Regions from separate parts of the Gossypium hirsutum genome. Here region 2 is linked to region 1. The links are chromatin contacts, called in public Hi-C maps. All regions are on one chromosome and are shown on one strand. Each heading gives the region's core, a stretch centred on a gene start, on an enhancer-like site or on the middle of the called end of the contact. The rest is flanking DNA. Distances are from core to core; before and after follow the strand shown.

The links. A called contact is a pair of places that touch in the nucleus more often than the background predicts.
Region 2: a Hi-C map of leaf shows a contact between it and region 1, with 1.6 times the contacts expected there. The contact joins the promoter of LOC107888868 here to the enhancer-like site in region 1. A contact is called at or near these places in 8 of 34 Hi-C or Micro-C datasets (hypocotyl, leaf and petal).

Annotation. Positions count from the first base shown.
Region 1 is chrA09:51,463,067-51,470,485 of Gossypium_hirsutum_v2.1, reverse strand. No RefSeq gene overlaps it. Among protein-coding and RNA genes, the nearest start is that of LOC107888871, 23 kb to the left of the region's middle. Within about 2 kb of position 3,560, at least 1 of the 9 cell types and tissues checked has an H3K27ac peak or open chromatin away from gene starts, as enhancers often do. A contact at or near this core is called in leaf, where this site is marked.
Region 2 is chrA09:51,714,362-51,721,780 of Gossypium_hirsutum_v2.1, reverse strand. It overlaps LOC107888868 (long chain acyl-CoA synthetase 6, peroxisomal), which reads right to left and starts at 2,485. Exons shown (of 24, transcript XM_041076089.1): 1 at 2,269-2,485; 2 at 1,929-2,170; 3 at 1,118-1,178; 4 at 939-1,016; 5 at 746-817; 6 at 580-661; 7 at 278-383; 8 at 104-180. The coding sequence starts at 2,109.

The DNA of each region.
Region 1 (7,419 bases), core at 2,311-4,810:
ATTTAGTTTTGGCTTATGCAATTAGAAAGAATATATTTCAAACGATTTGCTAGAACTTTTGCAATGATTTTGTAAATAACCTGCAAAGACTTATGGGCCGAAAATTAGTAATGTCGATAGGCTCTTTAATTTTTGGAATAAGAACAATAATCGTCTCATTGAGACTATCCATAGTTCTATTTCCACTTAAAACCTCATGGCACAACTTTATAATATCCGCTCCCACCACCTCTCAATTTTCTTTGAAAAAACTTTCCGAAAGTTCGTCAATTTCAGGTGCTTTCCGAGGGTCCATTTGATGGAATGCTTCCTTAATTTCATTGATCGTGAACTCCTTCGTCAGTCTTTCTTTCATCTCTCCTGAAATACACTTTCCAATATAGTCAAGATTAAACACTTCATTTGTAGATAAAGTAGAGACAAATAGGCTTTGGAAATACTTCCTGGCAGCCGCACAAATATCATTGGTATTATCCTTCCAACAACCATTAATATCTTTCAGCCTATCAATGTTATTTTTCTTCCTTTTACTAGTAGCCCTCACATGGAAAAATCAGGTATTTCTATCTCCCTTTTTTAGCTAGCTAACCCTCGATCTTTGTGCCTAGTGTTTCTCTTCTTTATCCAGCAGCTGCCCGAGCTTCAACCTCATAGCTTTAAGTATGTTCCCCTTGCACAATCTCCCAGGGCCATCAATGATGCTATTAATTTTTTTATTTCAAAGCACCAATTTGGTTGCTCATATTTTTGTACCGTTTATATTGCCTAAGACCAAGGGCATCACCCACCTTCTTAAACTTTCCCATAATATCCGCAGTACCATCATTCTAAGCATTTTTAATGATTTTTTTCGCATCTTCTTCTTTTTCCCAGCATACATCATATCTAAATCTAAGTCTAAGATCCCTTGAACCCTCTCTCAACTTACGTCCCATGGTGTCTAAAACAATAGCGTCATGGTCGGAATTAGATTGGCGAATCACCTTAGTCTCAATGAAGGGGACGTTAGTCACATCGCTTGCCGAGATCATGAAGCGATCGAGCCTTTCTTTAACCATTGCGACTCTATCTCGGTTGTTGACCCAAGTAAACCACCCTTTGTCGTTTTCAAATCGACCAAGGAGAGCTCTTCAACAACCTCGCGGAAGTCATCCATCAAAGCTTTCGGTTTCCTTCGACCTCCTTCCTTTTCTGAATCATTAAAGATGGCATTAAAATTACCACCGATAATCCAAGTTTCCTTAACTGAGCTCCCCACCCTCTTAAGCATTTCCCACGAGCTTTTTTTATTTTTGGATCGGCGTTTCCGTAGAAGCCAGTGAATTGGATGGGGTTATGGCTTTCTATATGAATCAGAGAATCGATATGGTTGCTGGAGTAGTTTTTGATTTCAACCTCTCCTTCCACATCGTTGCAAGACCACCACTCCTTCCTATAGCATTAACAACATACAGCCTTCCATCCTGCAAAGATTTCAAATACGAGAAAACTTGTTAGTTTGCACTTTAGTTTCACAAAGAAAAATAACATCAGGGTCATTCGCAACAAGAAGTTACTTCAATTCCCAAACTGTTGTAGGGTTCCTAATCCCATGACAGTTTCAGCATAGGCGATTCATTGTTCTTGGCGAGGCTGGTCTCCAGCCACCGCCTTACAAGGTGAGATGCTCTCCAATAGTTTTCTGCACACTAGTCGAATTGAACTGTCATCGCGGTTCTCCCCATTGCCACTTCTTGCTTTTTTCCTTTTGTTTCGGTTTTCCCCCCTCCATCACGCATCCACGAGCTGGCTGTTTTACCACATGAGATCTCAACCCTGATTCCTCCTCTCTAGTTTTTATTTTTTCTTTTTTGAAACCTCTCATGGTTTCGTTTTCTTTTTCTATTTTTTTCCCTTTTGTTTGCTTGATTCTCACTGTTACTCCCTAGCCTTCCCTCTAAAAACTCAACGCCATTCCCCCAGTTTCCTTTTCCTTGGGTTGTACTCCTGGTTTGCGCTCTTAGCCAATCACCATACTGAAATCCTATCTTGTCTAACTTCTTTTAACTCCCTTCTTCGTTGCACTTTTGTGTTTTATGGCCAATGATCCCACATTTGTAGCAAAAGGTCGGGAGTCATTCGTATTTTAAGGCACAAACAATTTCAGTATCATTTTTTCCCACAAGGTAGACCACTCTTCTTATGGGCTTGAGGACATCTATTTTAACCTTATCTCTAATATATTCAATCCAGCCACCATCCTTATCCCTTCAATCAATTGCCATCACCTCGCCAATTGCTTCTCCTACTTCTAACGCCGTTTGCCTGTCCATTTGGTCGAAAGGTTATATATTCTCACCCAGAAGGGTGATAGGTTGAAGGTATATTTTTCTATCTCCTGATCCTTTACATACGAAGCTAGGGAAAAAAGACTTTGATCGAAAAGCCATGGAGCAAGGTTCAAGATTCTTGTTCTATCTTCAACCGCCCCAAATTTGACCAAGATGACTTTTTCTCTTAATTCCACGAAGTTCACCTCTTCTTTTGTGAACCGCAGAGATCGTAAAACCCTAAACATTGCCTCTTTATTAAGTTTTTCATTCGACATTACTTTGCCGATCGCCCAAGCCTCATAACCCTTAGAATTTGATGAGAGTCGAGTGGAGCTAAACACTCTCTTTGATTCCTCTTCAGAGAAGGTCAGCTTCTCAAGAAGCTCATTTAGTTCTTCAACTATTGATCGAGCGAAGGAGGGCCAATGCACCGATCCACAACTAACCGCACCCTCGATACAAACTTCAAGACGATCAACACCAACAACCCTATAGCCGTTCTAACCTGCTCCAAAGAAACATGGAAAGCAACAAAAGCCCAAACCAAGATAACCTAACAAATGAAAAAGCAACGAAATTCTAAGAAAACAATGTCTCATATTAGCAGACTAATCCAAAATCATACAAAACACAAAACAGTTAGAGATAAAACTAGAATAACAATCGCAAAGATTCAGATAGAAACAAGGACAATGCCTAAAAACACAGAGACACGATTTTTTCAAGAAAGCATTGTACAAGATAGTGAAAAAGAAAAATCGCAACAAAGCCAATAGAGATAATCGTCCCGATGATGAATATGAAAAAAGAAACCCTACAACGTGAAAGCAATAAAAAACTAACAGAAAAACTAAACTGAAAAGCCTAAATCATAATCTATAAAAGAATACAGAGGAAAACCTTAAAACCGAACTAATAAGTTTTACGTTCTTGAAAAAGGATATTAAAGAAAACACATGCAAAACATAAAGGAATTGTACGTAAAAAGCCAAAGGATAAAGAACACAGAAAAACCTATTTTCATGCACCTTTCGTAGAAAAGTCAAACTAATCTTTTCGACCATTAATTTTCATGAGAACTTAAAAAAACAAGAAATCCAAAAAGTTACGTAGATTTCTTTATGTCACGAAAAAAGAAAAAGAAAAAATAGTACAAAAATCTACAGTTGAGGAGAACAACACGGAACAAAGGACAAGATTCACCGCTTAGAACGCTGCTCAATCTTGGCACCTTGCCCCACATTGCAGTCACCACCGTACGCCCTTGAGCAGACCCCAGTCCCATTGAAAACCAACCGGAACACACACACCCCACCTCTCCTGCCCAATTATTCACGAATGAATAAAGGCAGACTCACGAACAGAAAAAACAAGAACCAAATTGCATCAATCTTGGAGAATTATCTGTTGGCACATAATTAAATTAACCTTGCACAAATAAATTATGAAAAGTTAGAAGAGTGAAGAGATTTGAATATGAAAAGTGAAAAAACTTGAATATGAATAGTGAAGAGACTTGAAGATGAAAAGTTAAGAGGCTTGAATATGAAAAGATACACACATGCATGAATAATCACAACTCCTAGCATATAGTGATATAGATGAATAGTCACTTACAACTCCTATATAAAGAGTTGTATGTGATGAAGAATTATTAACTTCGTGTGCTTGAAATAAAAGATTATTTGAAAGAATTTTTTTTCATACAAAATTTATTTCTCTTCTCCATTATATTCTTTATCATTTTCTTTGTTTTATTTCTCCAAATATTAATCATTCAACTACAAATTGGTATCAGAGCCTTGTTCGATCGAAATGAACAATTCTATTCCTCTTTCTTCTGTTCCCCAATTAACCAAAGAAAATTATGGCAAATGGAGTATCCAAATGAAGGCTCTTCTTGGATCTCTAGAAGTTTGGGAGATTGTTGAAAAAGGTTATAATGAAGTTGAGGCTGAAGAGGAGGAAGGATTAACACAAGTTCAAAAAGAGAGTCTAAGAAAATCAAGAAAGAAAAATCAGCAAGCCTTATTTTGGATATATCAAGGAGTTCAATCATATGAAGCGGCTTGGGAAAAAATAGCTTGTGCCACCACGGCAAAACAAGCATGGGAATTTTTACAAAATTCATTCAAAGGAGATGAAAAGGTGAAAAGAGTTCGGTTGCAAACTCTTCGAGGAGAGTTTGAAAGATTGCAAAAAACAGAGTCAGAATCAGTTTCTGATTACTGTTCACGGGTTTTGTCCATAGTCAATCAATTAAAAAGAAATGGTGAAACTATGGATGATATTCGTGGTGTTGAGAAAATTCTCCGTTCTTTAGATTCCAGATTTGACTACATTGTGGTTGCCATTGAAGAATGAAAGGACTTGAGTACCATGACTATTGATGAACTCACAGGTTCGTTGCAAGCCCATGAAGAAAGATTAAACAAGAAGAAAAAGTAGATCTAGATCAAGCACTCCAGTCAAAGTTGTCTCTAAATGAGAATAAGGGAGATTTTAAAAATCAAAGAAGGAGAGATCGTGGTCGTGGAAGAGGAAGAAATTTTAGAAGAAGAGGCTCAAATGCTCGTGAAAGAGGTGAAGATGTAAGCATGGAGAATGGATGGAAAGAAGCCAACCAAAGTCAAAATTTTAGAGGATCACAAAGAGGACGTGGACGTGGAAATCAAAGAGGAAGAGGTCGTGGCTATTTTGAATGTTATAATTGTCGCAAACCTGGTCATTTGGCAAGTGAATGCTGGTACAAAAAAGAAGAGAAAAATGAAGCTAATATAGTACAAAATAATCAAGAGCAAAAGCAAGAAACTTTGTTGCTCGTATCTCATGGTGGAGAGATTGATGATGTCTGGTACATAGACAGTGGTGCTAGCAAGCATATGACAGGTAACAAAAATTTATTTTCGAAGTTCTTTGAATCTGATTGTGGAAAAGTAAAAGTAGGAGATGGAAAAGCTTACAAAGTTAGCGGTGTTGGTGAGTTGGAGTTCAAAACAAAGCAAGGAAGGGTAGAGAAAATGTCTGAAGTTTATTTTGTTCCTGGTCTTAAAAATAATCTGCTTAGCGTTGGGCATCTCTTGAAGAAGGGGTATGATATTCATTTCCGAGACATGGCTTGCTATTTATCAAAGAAAAATCAGGTTGTTGCTAGAGTTGGAGTGGCATCAAATAATCTTTTCTCTCTTACCCTTCAAAATCAGAATATGTCTTGTTTTATTGGTGCTCATAAAGGAATTTCAAAGTTATGGCATGATAGATATGGACATTTAAACTATGGAAATTTGGAGATGCTTTCAAGGAAGATGATGGTTAGAGGCTTACCAAAAATCGATCGGCTTGATGATGTTTGTGAAGCATGTCAACTTGGAAAGCAACAGAAAATTGCTTTTCCTTCTCAATCCTCGTGGAAAGCAAGAAGATTATTGCAACTTATTCAATCAGATCTTTGTGGTCCAATGACAGTTTCATCTTTAGGAGGTAATCGTTACTTTATCTCTTTCATTGATGATTACTCAAGAAAGTTATGGGTGTATTGTGTCAAAGAAAAATCAGAGGCTTTTCAGAGATTCAAAGATTTTAAGGCAGAACTGGAGAACTTTACTGGGTTGAAAATTAACACCTTGCGTACAGATCGTGGAGGTGAATATTTTTCAAAAGAATTTGAGAAATATTGCCGAGATAGTGGCATCTGGCATGAAATGACAGTCCGCCATACACCTCAGCAAAATGGTGTGTGTGAAAGAAAGAACAGAACAATTATGGAAATGGCTAGATGTCTTCTTAAGAAGAAGAGGTTATCAAGAAGATTTTGGGCTGAAGCTGTTTCCTGTGCAGTTTATCTTATAAACAGATCACCGACAAGAAGCTTGGAGAATTGCACACCACATGAGGCGTGGTATGGTATAAAGCCTAGTGTTAGCCATCTTAGAGTATTTAGGAGTGTTGCCTACTCTCATATTCCAGATGCAATGAGAAGCAAGTTGGATGACAAGTCAGAGAAATGCATTTTCATTGGCTATAGTGAAAGAAGTAAGGCATACAAGTTGTATAATCCGGTGACAAAGAAGATTGTGATAAGCCGAGATGTTCGGTTTGATGAAAATTCCATGTTTGAAGATATGGAAGTTGAAAAGGAAAATTTGCCAATTTTTCCTTTTGAACTTGAAGAAGAAGAAGAGGCAGTAATTGAGAATGCTGAAGATGATGCTCAAGTAGAAAATCCTCCTGCTTCCCCAAGTTCTTCATCAAATTCTTCTTCATCCAGCCCGATCCGAAAAACGAGAAGCATCCAAGAGTTATATGATGTAACGGATGAAGTTGTGCAAAATGATGCTGTATTTTTTGCCTTCTTTGCAGGAGAAGATCCAATTTCTTTTGATGATGCATATCAAGAAGAAATATGGAGGAAAGCCATGAAAGAAGACATTTGCTCAATTGAAAACAATGATACATGGGAACTCACAGACTTACCGCCGCACAAGAATTCAATTGGAGTCAAATGGGTGTACAAGACAAAGATGAATCCGAATGGCTCTATCAACAAGTACAAGGCAAGACTGGTTGCAAAAGGATACAAGCAAAAGGAAGGAGAAGATTTTACAGAGGTATTTGCTCCAGTTTCAAGACTTGAGACAGTTCGGTTACTTATTTCTCTTGCTGCCCAAAACAATTGGAAAATGTTCCAAATGGACGTAAAATCTGCATTTTTGAATGGTGTTCTCAAAGAAGAAGTCTATGTTGATCAACCACCAGGGTTTGTCTAAAAAGGAGAAGAAGAAAAAGTTTACAAGTTGAAGAAAGCTTTGTACGGGTTGAAGCAATCACCTAGAGCATCGTACAGCAGCATCGATTCTTATTTTCAGAAGTGTGGATTCCAGAAATCTCCATATGAGCATACTCTCTACATCAAAGGCAATTATCAAGGAAGATTCATGGTTGTAAGTCTCTACGTTGATGATCTTATTTTCACAGGAAATGATGTGAAGATGTTGAAAGAATTTCAGCACTCAATGATGGCAGAATTTAAGATGACAGATTTGGGAGAACTTCATCATTTTCTTGGCATTGAAGTTCATCAATCCGAGAAAGGAATTTTTATTTCACA
Region 2 (7,419 bases), core at 1,236-3,735, 250 kb before region 1:
TTAATACACGCCTTGAAACCTTCTTTAATTTCTTATAAGTTTATTTTTATCCCAAATACCAACATTTCAAATCATGCATGCACCATTGAAGGGTTGAACTTACAGGATTCAAAGTCTGAGGCACGCAAAATACGGCTTTTAGTTCCGCATGATTTATGATGTACTTGACAGCACCTGGACCTGCAGAGAAACATGATTTTCGACATAGCATCTTAGCAATAGGCCAAGTTGGACAAATATTGAATCGAAAAGGAAAGCATTTGGGGCAGTGGCAAACCTAGAGTGTCATATAAAGGAACTGATATAAGGGAATACGCAGAGCAAGCATGATCAACAATGATCCATTCTGGTCTATTGATGAAATATAATCCAATACAAGAGCCCTGTCATTATAAAAGCAAAACTTGAGGTGTTAGTGTCGGATACAGATATGTTCAGATTTTTTTATGTTTTTCCATGTGTGTCAAAGGTCAGAGAGAGATACTTCAATAAAAGATGAATGAGTTTGAATGACAGAGTGATGCACATATGTTCAACTGGTAATATAAACATATAATTACTACTGAAAAACCACTCTACCTTTAGTATTCCATGATGTATTAGGCCGCAACCAATGGCTGTTCGAGCTGTAGCAGCTTCTCGGTATGTCATCCACTTATACCTTGATGAATAGAACATAAAAATGAAAGCAAATGAGAACTTTGACAACAAAATGTGACCTTCATTTTGTCAAAAGGAAACATACTCTCCAACCGTTCCATCGACTCGAATTCTTGTACCGAGATAATTGTTATCTCCAAAGAAATCAACGGCGAGTCTAAATAAATAATAATAATCAGTAAGTGAAGAAACCATCGGATGTACTTCAAAATGAAATAGATGATAAAGCATTGATGCATTGGACAATAGCCACACACTATCTAAAAGAAGATGCTTACAAAAAATTGTCGTGCAATGTACCAATATCAGGATGATTGGGAAATCGCGATACTAGCTTCAACGGAGAGCGAGCAGATCTGCCATAAGGCATAAAGTTGAAAAATAAGACAACAGCCGAACAAAGATGGGTTAAGGCAGAGACCAAAAAGAAGAATAAAGGATAGTAGCAGAGTGTTACCTGTATACATTCCATTTTCCTGTCTGCAATTTCTCTGGCAGCACAACACTGTAATTCTGTTCTGCTCAAAGATCAATTTCAATTTCAATTTCAATTTCAATATCAATATCAATATATGTTAGTTAATCACAGAAAAAATTAGCAATAGATGGCAGCTTCTGAATGATAAATCAGATGAATTGGCTATCAGCCGCTAACATCTCTTCCTCTGCCTCAAAATACATGGTCACTTCCTACAAACAAGCTCTTTTTCACATAAACATGCAACCATTACTTCAAATTCAAACTCAAACCATAGTTTTACCCTCTAGAATTAGTTCAATAAAGACACCAGTAACCCTTCAAACCAATTATTATTTCCCCAGTGACCGATCTACAAGAATGATCGAAATACTTATGATACAAATTAAATCCAACCAAAATACTTATTGGTCTCTATCTGAAAGACAGTCCTCAAAATCCTACAATCGAAAGGTCTTAATGAACTGTCAAGTTCATGCTTCTTATGCATAATTGCCAGATTTATCTGAAAGACAGTCCTCAAAATCCTACAATCGAAAGGTCTTAATGAACTGTCAAGTTCATGCTTCTTATGCATAATTGCCAGATTTTATTTTAAGAAGAATCTTTTCCAGTTTCTACATCATAATAAGATAGACCAATGAAAAAAGAACAATCAATCAAGACCATCCCAGACCCAGGATATAAATTTATAGTACCGATAAAAAGATGTTACTTTTTTAATGGAAGGGAATATTAAGCCTAAAGCAACCTCCCAAAGCAGAGAAAGCAATTTTCATCTGAAACGTACCAGAGAGGAACTCAGCAGCGGTTGGGGAAGAGCGGAGGTGGGAATGAGAAAAGGCGGAGTCAACGACTGAGACAAGGTGGGCATGAATGGAGTTAAGTCGACGTTGAGCTGTGGTGGAATCCATTGAGGTGAATCCTTTCCCGTTTTCTGGTATGGCGCGTTTGGATTTTAATGATGACATTATAAGAGTTCGTTACGGTTTTTAGATAAGAGCTATCCTTTTGCGTTTTCTACTTTTCCATCTGAAACGGGATGAAAGAAAATATGGCTCAAATGAATAAAGAATGGAAAGGGACACTTTTGTCTTTATATTGTGTCTAATTTTCATCATCTCACTAACCAACTTCTAACTCAGATTATGTCATCTAGTAGTGAAAATGCGACACCCATAGTATCAGCTAGCAACAAGTCAAGAATACATTGTGGCACCCGATCAAACACACAAAGCCCCAATCAATCGGCAACAGAATTCTTCTCCCTTGGTACTACTCAAGAGTCCATGCCCACTCGCTACCCAATGCATCCTAATAATCTTCAACCAAAAAGACATTTAGTTTTGTTTACAAAGATGTTATTTCTTTTCACTCACATTATAGTTGTGCTGCTATCATATAGTGATTATTATTATCTTCATTCATATTATAATTGCATTCATGATTTTTATTTTAGATACATAAATCTCATACATTATCAAAAAAAAAGTAATATTTTATTATTAAATATAAAAAAATATAGCAAACTTATATATAAATTCTACCAACTTTATTTAAATATAATTAGATACTATTTATAATATTATATTTTTTCTCTCACAAAATCATAAGATCTTTAAACTCTAAAAATAATAAAATAATGGTTATAATTAACATTTAATTTATGTTTTAGGATTTTGTTCCACCTTAGATTTATGTAATAATCATATATCAAATATTATTCCTTTAATATAAAAAATATATTTATACAAATTTAAATATATATTTATTGTATTTATATTATTATTTAAACTCTTAATTAAATTAAAATCATGAATCAACCGAATATCAATTTAATTAAAATACAACTAAAAGTAATCTTACTTTTCACAAAATAAAATACATTATTATGAAAGTATTTTATATATTTTTATAAAAAAAACTAATATATATGGTAAGATTTGACCATAAAAATACATAAATTTTAAACCTTCAATTTTACAATTTTAACTAAAACTTTGGATACTTTTTAAATAGTATTTTACATAATTTTATAAAAATCATGTCAAATGTCCCAGTTGTCAGTTATTTATTGCATGTTTGGTGTCAACACAATAAATGCTTCTTGTCTTCACGTCCAAATGTTGATAAGTTGAAAGCTTGTGAGCTTGGCTTCCTTTTTAATGTCCATGTTTAATTTTCGTTCGAGTTAGGTTGGCCTGATAAAGGTTTAATTTCGTCCTTAATCTTTGCGTTTGCTGTTATAAGAGGAATTAAAAATTTTACTCTGAAACTAATTAGCTTTATACAATGTTATATACAATTAATACCATTGCTTCATTTACACTCATTTAATTTTTAATTGATTATGTATATATATATATGTGTGTGATCTTGATACCAAATAAGTAATAAATCAACGTTTTTAATATACTTGATTGAATTGCAGTTGAGTTCGCAATAATAGAAATGAATTTTATTGTGAAAAAAAAAATTGAATTATGAGTAAATATAGATATGACTTTTCCAATGACTAAAATGAATCCAACAATCATAATTTTTTCTATATAAATTCTTCTAAACTTCATTCTTTTTAACTCAATACTCAATACTCATTCCTCAATTTTTAATTTTCAATTCTCAATCATCAATCCTCGATTATTTCTTTAATTCTTTTTCTGAATTTTATTCTCTTCGATCTTATTTTATTCCTTATAATTTTTAAATGACAAATCAACATATTCGTTTAGATGACAAGCATATCTCTAACGTTCAATGACAGATGGTAAGAAAATATTATTAAATTATTTAATTTTAAATAGTTAATTATTATGCTGATTATTAATTTTTTTTGTTTATATTCTCAGCCTGAAGATCGAATTTTGGAGACGTACATAGACAATTAAAGCGAAGGTGCATCGAATGTTATTTATGAAGACTTGTGAGATGAAGGAGTTTTATGCGTGGCTCACATACTCAGGGGGGCTAACTTGGATGCCCCCACTTATCAGTGTTTTGGTCGAAAGATGGAGACCTGAGGCATACACATTCTATTTTCCCTACAGTGAGTGTACAATTACACTCGATGACGTTAGTCTACAACTCGATCTTTCAGTTGAGGAGGAAGTCATTACAAGGCCAGTGATTAGTGCCGATTAGAGTGCAACATGCAAGTAACTACTAAGAAATGTGTCAGACAAGTTTAGGGGTAGCCAAATTGAGATGAGATGGTTGGAGGACAACTTCAAAACTATCTACGCTTCCTCGAGTGATGTTGAAAAAGAACAATTCGCACGCGCATTTATCTAGAGGTTGATCAGGGGTCTACTAATGCCAGATAAATCTTGCAATCTTGTACATTTAAAGTGGCTACTACTACTAGCTGACTTGAAAGAAGCAAGATGACTTAGTTGGGGATTAGCGGTGGTGATATTATACAGAGAAATGTGTCAAGTGACAATACCAAATACAGTTAAATTCGCTAGTTACATGCTCCTTCTTCAATCATAGGCATAGTATCGACTACCATTTTTATGCCTCCGAGTGGAACTCCTTTACAAATTCTCACTTGTAATATGGTAAAATTCATTTGATAATACCATTATCGTTTTTATTTTTCATTGTTGTAATTTTGAAATAACATATTATTTGAATAGGTGGAATAAGCCCACTAGATATAGTGGTATACCAACCGAGCTTAAGGATATCCAACTAGCTTTAGATCATCAAATCAAAGAGGAGGTTAGTTTATGATCGAAGTTATCGGTTTTTTATTTCAACATTTGAAATTAAATATTAGGCAGGTACTAAAATTTATAAATTCGTACAGCAATTTGTATGGATGCCATATGTGAATTCGAGGATTTAAGAATGTATTTCGGCTGAATTTTTGGCCAGTCGCAACATCTGGAACATGAAAGTGTCGTTAGTTATTTTTGCAACGGTAATGATGCATGAATTTGATCGAGTGATACAACAGTTTGGGTTTATGATTCCGTTGCCACCCTAGGAGCTCGATGACCTGGTTAAGATTAATATGCGGGGGAGACTCCAGGAAGATTGGCCAACATTCCATAAAAATTATATCGAGATCTGGCAACGTAGGTACGATTACTTGCCAATGTGTAAATCATTTCTTACGTCGTAGTTGGTGATATCTCCAAATTACATGGATTGGTTCTGGCACAATGACAAGCCATTTCTACTACTAACTTCAAAATAGAGTAGGCAACATCGCTGTAAGAGGTCAAAATGAGGGCCCATCAATCCTAGATCTGGAGAAAATGTCACAGGGGATCAACATCTGCTCTACCTCTACAAGAGGACCTGGTTGTCGTGCAACCTCCTAGTCAGTATGGTTCATAAATTTTTCGTTCTGACTCAGTTTATTTGGCATAAGCATCACAACATCCACAATTTTTCCCCGCATCAACACTTTCAGCTCTAGTTTATTTGACACAAGCACCACAACACGTACAACTATTCCTTGCATCAACACATTCAACACAATCAAATTTTCAAACATTATATTTGCGTTCAAGTTTGTAAACTTTGTTAATGTAGGTTATGCAATCTACACGGGTTGTGGCACATGCCACAATTGCATTTGCACATGGATAACGAAGCGCTTGAAATATCCCACAATTGTAGGTCATTTGTCTCAAGTTTACTAGGTGTACTTCACTAGTAACTCTTCGATCGAGTCTCTAGGGCTACTTAACCTGAAATACTAGATTTGGTAGCAAGTGACACACTAAAGTTGTTAAGTTCGTGATTTCTACATTTTCCCCAATAATTTTCAGTACCGACTCACACCAAATGTGACTTTGTTCTATATTTCCCGCGTATGTCTCAACCCGCTTTGGAAATAAGGTTGCTAATCGAAAATACTTTTCCTTAACCACCAAGGTTACCAAAAAATGACGAATTCCTTTTAGTACAGAACTAATGCATCCCGCTAGGCTCGTGGTCATATCCCCGTATCATAGTCATTCGTTGTACGACTGCATCCACTACTCTTTTGGTATCCCATCGAGGTACTTCGTACCCAGTCGGTTTATAGCTCGTATTCTCTCCAGTATTTCATGGAATCAATGTTAGACGAGCTCGTACATTGTCAATGACAATCAATAATGCAATCAAGAAAAATAACCCAAATGTATATGATAAGCTATTATACATGAAAGAAATTCTATGCACAACATACCTATGGCAATGACTCCGCATCCTTAGGTATCGACCCATGTAGTTAGACCCTATATGATGTAAATAGTACTTATGGTATGCAGGATCCCATAATCTTGAACATCGATCGAATGCAGCCTGTATTTCGATGCCCTTATAGAAAATAATGCATATATCGGGTTGCGGCACAACATGCCTTCTCAGGTTAATTAAGAATAAATCCCAATCATCCTTAGATTCCTCGGGAGTTATTGCAAAAGCTATTGACAAGATTCTTCAATTACCATCCTATGCAATAGCTAATAACAACTTATAGTCGTATCTTCCGTACAGGAATGTGCCATCAATTTGGACAAATGGCTTACAGTACCAAAATTTAGTTACGCATTGCTTGAAATTCTAAAAAAAAATAGTGGAAAACTCTTTTTCCAATTACCAAGGGATTGTCGTAATACAAAGGCTCCATTTTTAACTTAGTTACGGAACCTGATACGTACCAATCTAGTACCTAACACCATTGCCATAATTCATTGTAGGATTTCTCTCACCCGCTATGCATCTTCTCCAATGTTTTTTGTTTTTCCAACCATGCTTTGTGGATGGACACGATGTAATCGAAATCTTTACAAATGTGTACAATCAAAATTAGGACCAGAATCCTAGGACTTGCTTTGACTATGGGTAATATAAAGTCAGATATCATGTCTAAATCTAATTTCGGGTGACCGTTCGACATGCCTGAAAAATAATAAATTGGTGATAACTCTTGAAAAGAGTTATATTTCATGCCTACAGACTTAGTTAATTACCTGTACTTAAGTGATTTTAGTTGCATTTTAGTATATTGCATTAATATTTTTAGAGCATTGCATTAATGAGCTTGGATTGTGCTTAAGTGCTATTACGTGTTGCTTTTAATTACCTATTGCAAGGACTTGTTTGGTGGTTGATTGACAAGTGTAAAGTGTAGGAAGAGTAGAGGGTTGAAGGTTTGACGTCACAAATTTCAGGTAGTTTACCAACATAAATGTTATGGCAATACTTGGAAGATGCCTAGTCAGCACTTAATGCGTACCGTTTTCAGTCCCAGTTGTACTTGTATTAGAAAAATCTAC